Linked DNA regions of Salvelinus alpinus: region 1 is linked to region 2. The links are chromatin contacts, called in public Hi-C maps. All regions are on one chromosome and are shown on one strand. Each heading gives the region's core, a stretch centred on a gene start, on an enhancer-like site or on the middle of the called end of the contact. The rest is flanking DNA. Distances are from core to core; before and after follow the strand shown. Region 1 holds the start of LOC139576572 (microprocessor complex subunit DGCR8-like). Region 2 holds the start of txnrd2.2 (thioredoxin reductase 2, tandem duplicate 2).

Evidence for each region. A called contact is a pair of places that touch in the nucleus more often than the background predicts.
Region 1: a Hi-C map of red muscle shows a contact between it and region 2, with 6 times the contacts expected there. The contact joins the promoter of LOC139576572 here to the promoter of txnrd2.2 in region 2. A contact is called at or near these places in 2 of 3 Hi-C or Micro-C datasets (muscle and red muscle).

The regions. Positions count from the first base shown.
Region 1 is chr5:67,667,641-67,672,493 of SLU_Salpinus.1, reverse strand. It overlaps LOC139576572 (microprocessor complex subunit DGCR8-like), which reads right to left and starts at 2,132. Exons shown (of 14, transcript XM_071402813.1): 1 at 1,985-2,132; 2 at 527-1,546. The coding sequence starts at 1,231. It overlaps tango2 (transport and golgi organization 2 homolog (Drosophila)), which reads right to left. Exons shown (of 9, transcript XM_071402810.1): 9 at 3,547-4,399. The coding sequence ends at 4,279.
Region 2 is chr5:67,376,367-67,381,174 of SLU_Salpinus.1, reverse strand. It overlaps txnrd2.2 (thioredoxin reductase 2, tandem duplicate 2), which reads left to right and starts at 2,513. Exons shown (of 17, transcript XM_071402799.1): 1 at 2,513-2,633; 2 at 2,977-3,042; 3 at 3,940-3,996; 4 at 4,162-4,306. The coding sequence starts at 2,558. LOC139576570 (splicing regulator ARVCF-like) reads left to right here. Exons shown (of 23, transcript XM_071402800.1): 23 at 1-2,068.

The DNA.
Region 1 (4,853 bases), core at 883-3,382, 290 kb before region 2:
TCACTAGAGCCTGAATGATATTATTGCGGTCCACCGATATCTGTTGATATTGGCTTTTTATCCCTATTATCGGACAATAATTCCACCGATAAATAGGATAACAAAAATTATAACTTATGATTATCTGAACACTGGCAGCCATTCTCATGATGCGTCATTCATTTCACAAAGTAAGAAATCAACATTTGAAGCATATTTCTTGGACAATTGCTGGTTTGGATGGCAATTTATAAAAATGCAGTGTGAAAAATAACTATTTTTCATTTCCCCAGTGTAAAAAAAGTATGTTTTAATTACGGCAGATATTTCAATATCGGTAAGTTCTCCACACAAAAATCATTATCTGTATCGTTGTTACGCATCTTCCATAGTTGCTGGAACTGTGCTGGAAAGGATGATGTGAAAAGAATATCCAAGCCATTATGGTTTCGGGTCAGCCCTACAGTGTGAACAAGGCACAAAAGATCAGTGAGTGGACAATGACAAGGCTCTGCAGAGGCAAAGACAGGGCCCCTTGGTTACGTACCTCATATGAGTAATTCAGGTTCTCCTCGTCAGCATTCTCCGGTTGAACCATTTCCTCAGACCTGAAACCCCCCTGCTCCACATTCTCCGTATCCAGGAAGTCCTGACTGAAGTCCTCCAGCTCGTCCAAGACCGCAAATTCCACTTTGTTCTCCAGGTCTGCCTCTTCCCCTCTCCTCCCTGCACTGCCACAGACCATCCCGTTCCCCAGTCCTGAGCTACCCTCAACAGCCCCTAGCTCTGTATCGGCATCATGCAACTCACCATTAAGGCCCTCTGAGCTGGTCTCCCCTACACCACCACCCTCCTGACCGATCCCTGTGTACAGCACCTTCCTATCTTTGCACCTGCTGCTATCTACAACGCTGACACTGATCTTAATGTCTTGTAGTAACTTAAGCTCTGGTAGGAACTTGGTGACAGGGGGCGCATGGCGGGCTGTTCTAGGGCACAGTGCGCTGGGTTCAGCCTCATCTGACAGGTTATTACTGAAGGTTATGGAGCCCTTGGCGAGGAGCCCCAGGTCCTGGTCCCCTGCTGGGGTGTGTGTCTGTCCATCACCACCAGAGCTAACGTCCATTTCCTCTGCGTCACTGGACGTTTGCAGGGGAGGTGGTGGAGGCTGCGCTTTACCATTAAGGCCCTCCGAGTTTAAATCATCAGGTGGCTCCAACGGCAAGGGGGGTAATATGTCATCTATCTCCATGTTGACTGTCTTATGAATTACTAAATACAATAAATTCTCTATGGGTCACCCTGGCTGTTTTTGCAACCTGTTCTAATAAGTATTTAGCTCAAATGCATGCAGAAGCACATTGCACAAGATTTCGAACAAAACAACTTCCCTGTGTTGATCATGTACCAGTGTTGAATATGCTAAGCTGACTACATTGTTCTTTTCATTAATGTAGACAGCTTTTTAGAATCACTGTCTCAATTATTGGAAATCACAATGCATTCAGCTTATATTACTCGGGTTCTAGGCACTGCGACTCCTCCACTGTCAAATCCTCCGTCAGAGCTAGAAAAACAGAGACATGTCAGTCAATAATTGATGCCAAGAGAGCAACATTGCGGTGCAAAAACATGTAGCCACGGTAGCTATGCACATTATGCAGCATTTTTATGATGGCTTACTAATGCCAGCACCACAGGCCAAGCAGTGCAAGAAAAAGCCTTACTTGGTTGCAGAATGCTAACGTTAACTGGATTCACCCTACAAAGTCATCTAATGCTAAAACTTTTGCTAATAGTTAGCAATATGGGGCACCGTCGAAACTGAACGATTTCAAAAAACGAGCAATTTGTACTGTCCTTCTACGCACTAGCCTAGCTAACTTTAGCTACCTGGTTAGCTTAGCTCAAACTTGAAGCTAAGCGGTTAAGCTACACAATTAGGTGTCAAAATGACTGGGCTAAATATTAAAAACAGAAACAATGAGCACATTTGATCACTCACCTATATTTCATTTACAAAATGTTCTTCCCTTAACTAGCAAACATAAATTATTTTATTCTTTTAACGAGGCCAGACAGATCCCTTCCCCGTTCCGCCATCTTGCAGACAGCTGCAGAATTCTTCTGAAACACCACCCCCAATACCGGCATTTTGAAGATTGAGCGGTGAAGAGTCCAATCACCATTTAGTTCTACGTGGGCACACTAATCAACAACCGACAAAGGCAGGCCTTTGCCTCACTGCGGGAATAAATCGACCAATCAAACATTAGAATATATCACAGTTGACCAATGAGAACGGTAGGCACAATTGGGTTGCGAATTGCAGTGGCCACATACTGACGCTGGGTGGCAATCATCTTCACCCAATGTCTTCACCAGTAACATTGTATGCAAAGTAGCGATCAGTGAAACGAGATAAATCATAATACATGAAACATTGTATGCAATTTTATCTGCATAATCTACTAAAATTAGAACCCTGCTGTTTCTAATCTGCATAGAGCCTCTGAACAACACTCAGACATACCCATCGTGTTTACTGAAGATTCAAAAGTTTCTGCAAATTATATAAATCAATATTTAAACATAGGAACTGTGACAACCGTTGCACTGGCCACAGTTTATTCAGCGACAAACCATACACGACATTGCGTTAATAAACTTGCGATTGTCTAATAAAATTGCCTTATCAGATCTATTCCTGAAAGAATACATGACATTTGCAATAGACCCTTTTCCAGTATACGACACTGACGTAACGCATAAATTAGATGCGCGCTACTCTTGACGGCCATCTGCGCAAATTCAACATAGCCTAGATTTATCGTTTTCTTAGTTCTAAACAAAATAACTTTTGGGGTTCTCATACGCTTACAATGATGCTTTGATTCTTGCTTTAACAATCGCTAAAATTATATTTGGTTGTGATCTTTGCAAATAAGTATTTTGGATGCAGCAATTGTTAGCTAGAATGCTAACGCTCATTGACATAGGCTGTAGGGAAAAGCTAGCCAAAGAGCCATTTTACTGGTTGAAGTACAATGCAGTTGATTTGCGATGATGACACCAACATTATATCAAGCAGAACATTCATAAAAGCCTTAAAATCCCATTATAATCCAAAAGTTGTGTGAAATGCACTCATAAGCAACATGCAGCTAGTCGTTTTTTGCTGGAGTTCTATAACAACTCCCGTGTTCTGCAAACACAGAAAATTGTTCTATAAATACAGATTAAAAAGTACCATATTCACAATTTATATCAAGACACCGGTGATGTGGTTAACAGGTTTCTGTACTTCTATGGATACCGGATGTCAGTAACATAAAACCTAGAAAACCACTGAAGGATCCTCATTGGGAGGCGGTACATCATCAACACAATTTGTAACAGTCACTCCATCGTAACTCTCACAAATGTGAATAAGTGGGTAAAAACCAGAGACCGAACACTGCAGATGTGAGTGACAAAAATAATCATTTTAGTTTGTTTTCCTTGCTGTGAAATGTCTCTCCTATGCAGTATGTGGAACAAGGCAGGAAAATAAAGAAAAACACATTGTTTACCACTTAGAAAAACATTTGAAGTGCTTTCCTCTGTTTTATTTAACAAGCAAACCTCGGTCGCAAAGTCAAAATCTGTGAAAATGATAACTATTATTCTACAAGGCAGCCTGTTGCAATATGCCTTCATAATTCTGTCACAGGAAGGTTAAACACCAGACTTGAGTTTAGGAAACCAAACCGGTCATTCTTATTACAGAATTTTAGTAGGATATTGATGGCTGCTGCTGCTTTAAAGAGTGTTAGCATTTTACACTTCAACTGAAGATACAAACAAACTTGGCTAGTAGAAGGCAGACTGAGCCACAAAGCCAGTGTTGAGAAAATAGATGCAATGTTAAATGTAAATAATTTACTTTGCTTATTAAATTACATGTGTTCTTTGGCAATACACTTAAGCACACACCTCAAAATAATATTTTAATCCAATTAACAAAATAAGAATAGCACCCATTATGTATGATTTGAATAATTCACACTGTCCTATGTCTAAATCAAGCTAAAACGTATTTCCCAAAGACAATTACATGAAAAGTGCAACAATCTCTCTGAAAAAAAGTGCCATAATTTGACTGTCTCCCACCTCCACCATTTTAAATGGCAAATCAATCTTCATGTTCATTTCACTATTGTGAAGCCAGAGCTTGCTGTGGAAGAAGGAGGAATAGGGAGGAGGTTGGATGCAGAAAGGCACAGAGTGTGATTCCCATATAGCCCCATTTAGCTGTCTTCAGTTCTGGATTTTGAACTGGAAAGCGCTTGTGCTCCATTGGCTGACGTCACAGTTGAGCATGGTGCGCTCTGTGAAGGTCACGTTCCCTGATGCATCTATTAGGATAATGGTATTGGTCCTGAAACAAGAAGACAAAACATCAGAAATAATAGAGGGGTGAAACAAGAGTGGCTTGTGCATTTCAAATATGGGTAAATCTATTGTCATATTCATTGTGATTCTGGAGTTCCCCAATCACACGACTGGAGGCCAGAGGGCAGGCTGGTTATAGATGAGATTATATGCACAAGGGGCTGTATGATGTATGGGGCGTATTCATTATGCACCAAACAGAGCAAAATGGACTGAAACAAAAAGGTACTACCTGGATTTGTCCAATAAGAAACTCGTTTTCGTTCACAAAACGTTTCCCGTTTGCTACGGTGTGCACCAATGAATATGACAATAGATTTGTCAAATAAGAAACAATAGTTTTTGTTTTCCCGTGTACCCTATGAATATGACCCTGCTCTCACACCTCCCCAGCACAGCCTTCCCCTCTGAGGACAGGCCCCGCATGACAAATGGGAGAG
Region 2 (4,808 bases), core at 1,264-3,763:
TCTCGATATGCTACATCTGTAAGGTGGATAGATTATCTTGACAAAGGATAAACTGCTCACTTACAGGAATGTAAACACATTTTTGCAAAACATTTGAGAGAAATAATATTTTTGTGCCTATGGAATGTTTCTGGGATCTTTTATTTCAACTCATGACACATTGACCATCACTTTACATGGTGTGTTTATATTTTTATTCAGTGTACATGCTCCTGTTGTCAAAGGGTAGAACCTAAAAGCGTTATATATTTTTGTTGGTTTTATAAATGTATATTAGGGTCAAAGAAAAGCAAAAAAAACAACAAAAAAAAACAAGACAAACTTAATTGTGTACTCATAACAGGTCGTTTCGGAAGCACATTCATTGGATAAAGGATCACCATGTTTGTAAACAGAAATAACTACATCATTTAGGTGTGTATCAAATATGTAGAGTCATGTTAATTACATATTTATATTTTGTACTGTCAAAATTGAAAAAAGAAGACATTTATCTTCAGCTTTTTTTTAAAGGTGTGATGGACTGATGACCTGGTCTCCAAATCTTTGTAGGAGATTAGGGAGGGGGAGAAAGAGAGGGGAAGTGGATAGTTCAGCAGGGGTCACTCAAGAGAAGGATGGGTGGATGCAGCAGCAGGGATAGACAGCAGTGCTAGAATTCCATTTCATTTCACACTGCAATTATATAGTCGCTGATAACCTAAAAACGTGCTTTGATTTTGCCAATGCATCTTTAAAGAACTATTTGAAACCAGCATGAGCAAATGTACAGATGTTTATATATTCTTTAAGTGCCAGTTTTTGTGGTGTAATTGGATATTCAAGTAATTCACATCCGCAGAGAACAGAGGGGAGCAGTTTCATGTGGTTCAAGGCAGAATTTGCATCACATTGTACAAAGTATACAAAGTCCGATTTTACTTTATTTTTTGTTCTCTCTAGAGGCAGTTGAAATGTAGTAGAAGATTACGCCGTTGTCTTTTAAAGGGACAAAAGACAAGCTAAACTGCACGTGGGTAAAGATTTAGTAGTGGTGTTGTGATTCGTCTTTCTCCATCTCCATGTGGACACTGCACTATGAACCTTCTCTCTCCCAATCCTGGGACTAGTGAGGGGGGCCTCCACTACAGAACAGCTCAACTCATGCGTCGGCTATAGGAGAATGGCATGTGCCTGCGTCTGAGTTTCTTTGTGATGTGATTTTATAAAGCTTGCATATTTTACACTGTGTTTACAAAGACTTATGTGATAAAATAAAGATTAAAAAGTACATGTATTAACTTTTGATTTCAGAGAAAAGTAACGTTCTCCATGTCGACATACGTCCTCAGAACTATGTGCTTTTCATTGGATTATTCATCTCTGACTGTCTATTCCTGACTGCATTTTGGAGTACACAACCAAAGGAACTGCCGTTGTATTTATATACATATGAAAGTAGTCCAGGAGCTTGTTTGTGGATGTACAACTAATTGTACATTTACTAAACAAGATGCTGTGAAAGAAATGCAAGAAAATGGGGCAGAAATTGAATCAAAGGGGCAAGACCTACCTGTGTAGACATCACTGATTCAAACTCTTCAAAATAAAGTAACTGTATCAGTAGCAAATGTGTTTGTAACTATCATGTGCCTTAACCTTTTCCATGGTAGATCAAGAAAATGTGTTTTATATCATGCTTTATCCTCCCTCCGCCCTCATCCCTTTCTCTGTTTACCTCTTTTCTCTGTCAGGCTCCCTATCCATCTCTCCCTTCCCCCTACTTTCACACACTCACACATTCACCCACTCTGTCCTCAGTGTAGTCTAGACTGTTGGTGGATATTTGCCTTGTATTACATTGAATTATAAACTTTTAAAAGATGGAGACATAAAAAATGGTTTGATTTCATAGAGTAAGTTGTTATTACTTTCGTAGCTATCAGAGCGGTGCCACAGTGACATAATGTATTATGTTAATTTTACTAATACCCAGAGGCAAGTGTTATGCTTGTTTAAATAATGGAAAAAATACAGATTTGTAGAGTATAAATTTGGTGTGTTTTCAATAAACCATGCCTGGAAAGAACATGTTGACTGTGTATGTTTGTTTGGTATTCCGCACAAATGCAAGGATATACAGCTTCATGTATTTTACCTGAAGCCGAAACACGAATGTATTGCAGAAAGTTGTCACTATTCTCTTATATAGTTTTCTTGTCTGCATGGTTAAATGAGACCTGATTTAATCTATATAAAAAAAACATGCTAATACCAAATCAGTTACTGTTTGGAATCCAACAATGTAAATATTCCTATTTTAAGTCATATTTCACAAACTCCTCCTGTATTTTTAATTTCTTGTCTAAGCCTGACCTAGTCTATCAAATGTACGTATTTATTACGTAGCTACTACAGTAGCAATTTATTTAATGTTCTATTTCCAACACTACAACGCCATTTCAACTTTGCAACATTTGACAACGTTGCGTTAGTGAATGTGCCTCACATACGTAAAATAGGTCAGGCAGATTTCCAGACGCCTATGACTCGGTGAAGGTCCTTTTGTAATAACAACATGGCAGCCTTATGTAGAGTCAGACACCGGTGGAAACGCACCAACTGCATTCAACTTCTTACGAGAAACTTGACTGGTAGGGAGGTTGTTGCCATATTACTAGTTAGCTTGTGACAAGCTGACAGATTATCGCACAGCGTTTCGTTTTTTTGTTTGCTACACTACAGTGGCTAACATGACCCTGCTAACGTTAGCTAAGCTACCTGTCACTGCCAAACAAGCTGTCAGTGTGAAGTATTCCTTGTCGACATTACGTGTCTTTGGTAGAATAACATGCTATTTTCAAATGCCCTTCACTATGCACTTGTCAGCTTGGTTGATGAGTAACCTCAGGCATATATTTCGGCTATGTTTATTATGGTATTACTATCAGCATTGTCCAATAGAGATTGAATGGCATGGCATTTGGTTTGTTACAGGAACATTTGACTATGATCTCGTCGTTATTGGTGGTGGCTCTGGGGGTCTGGCTTGTTCCAAAGAAGGTGAGTGTCTCAATCTCAGCATTAGTATTACAATACGTTATGAGCTAGGGATTTACCTTTTGTTTAGTCGGTGTTCTTGAGCAGTCGGTGTTCTTGAACTAACTTTCACTCCGCGTTGAGGAACATAGCGCCCAAGCCTATTTCTATGGGCACAAGCACTGTTAATGACAAACTGTTCAAACCCCTCTTGTTTGCTGAGAGAACATTTTGCAGGTTTAAAGCTTATTTCCTGCAGTTCTATACATTTGGTCATTTGTCTTGTGTGTTCATATGATATTTGAGTAGGTCAAACATTGCAACAAAGTCAATGGGCTAAAAAAACGTTAGCTGACATGGGCTAGTTGATCTTGACAATTCTGACAAGTTACAAATAGCGCTCTACGGTCTGCAATGATGGACATGACTAGAGGAAAACGGATGATGCACTACCCAATTTCGAAATTGCACCGTGTGCATTCTACTATTACAACTTTAAGTAGTCCATTAAATGATGTCAAATATAAGTGGTTAGGTACAGATACACAAAAAAACACTACTTAAGTACTACTTTCCACCACTGGGAACCACTGTTCTTGAGGATAGTATACAATCATGTACCCCAGATGGTTTGTTACCAGGTTGACTGGCTCAATGGACCCTTATGTGGGAAGGTTCTATATGTGGGATAATGTCTAATTCACAGGAGGATGGTGGCACCTTAATTTGGGAGGACAGGCTCGTGGTAATGGTTGGAGTGGAATGGTATCAAACACATGGTTTCTATGTGTTTGATGCCGTTGCATTCGCTCCTTTCCAGCCATTATTATGAGCTGTCCTCCCCTCTGCAGCCTCCACTGGTCTAATTGCAGCTTTAGTGAACGTGACGATTGACCAAAACATCATGTACTTTGTTTTCAGCGGCTCAGCTAGGACAGAAAGTTGCTGTGTTAGATTATGTGGAGCCGTCAGTTAAAGGTAAGAGAAATGTTATACTGACTGGACATTCCATCATAATCAGCTTGACTTGAACCGTAAACGCATTTTTCCTTCCTTCTCTCAGAGTAAAGAAACAGTATGCATGTTGTGACCAATCTGCATGAATATTGAAGATAAACCAAAAATCTCATGCTTCCCTTTCAGGTACTAAGTGGGGCATTGGTGGTACGTGCGTGAACGTGGGCTGCATTCCCAAGAAGCTCATGCACCAGGCTGCTCTGCTGGGCACAGCTCTGAAAGACGCTCAGAAATATGGCTGGCAAATCCCCGGGCCCATCTCCCATGACTGGTAAATCTCAATAGTATGAGAACAATGGAAACCTGTGGATATGCACATTTCATGAACTATTTTGGAAAGCAATAGCAAAATTCTTGAATTCCCATCACGATTTAATAAATAAGATATATACAGTACCCCCAAGCCATAAGACTCCTGAACATCTAATCAAATGGCTACCCAAATTATGTGCATTGCCCCCTCCCCCTCTTTTACACCGCTGCTACTCTCTGTTGTTATCATCTATGCATAGTCACTTTAATAACTCTACCTATATATACATATTACCTCAACTAACCGGTGCCTCCGCACATTGACTCTGTACTGGTACCCCCCTGTAATATAATCTCGCTATTATTTTACTGCTGCTCTTTAATTACTTGTTACTTTTATTTCTTATTCATATTTTTTTTAACTGCATTGTTGGTTAGGGGCTTGTAAGTAAGCATTTCACTGTAAGGTCTACTACACCTGTTGTATTCGGCGCATGTGACTAATAACATTTGATTTGATT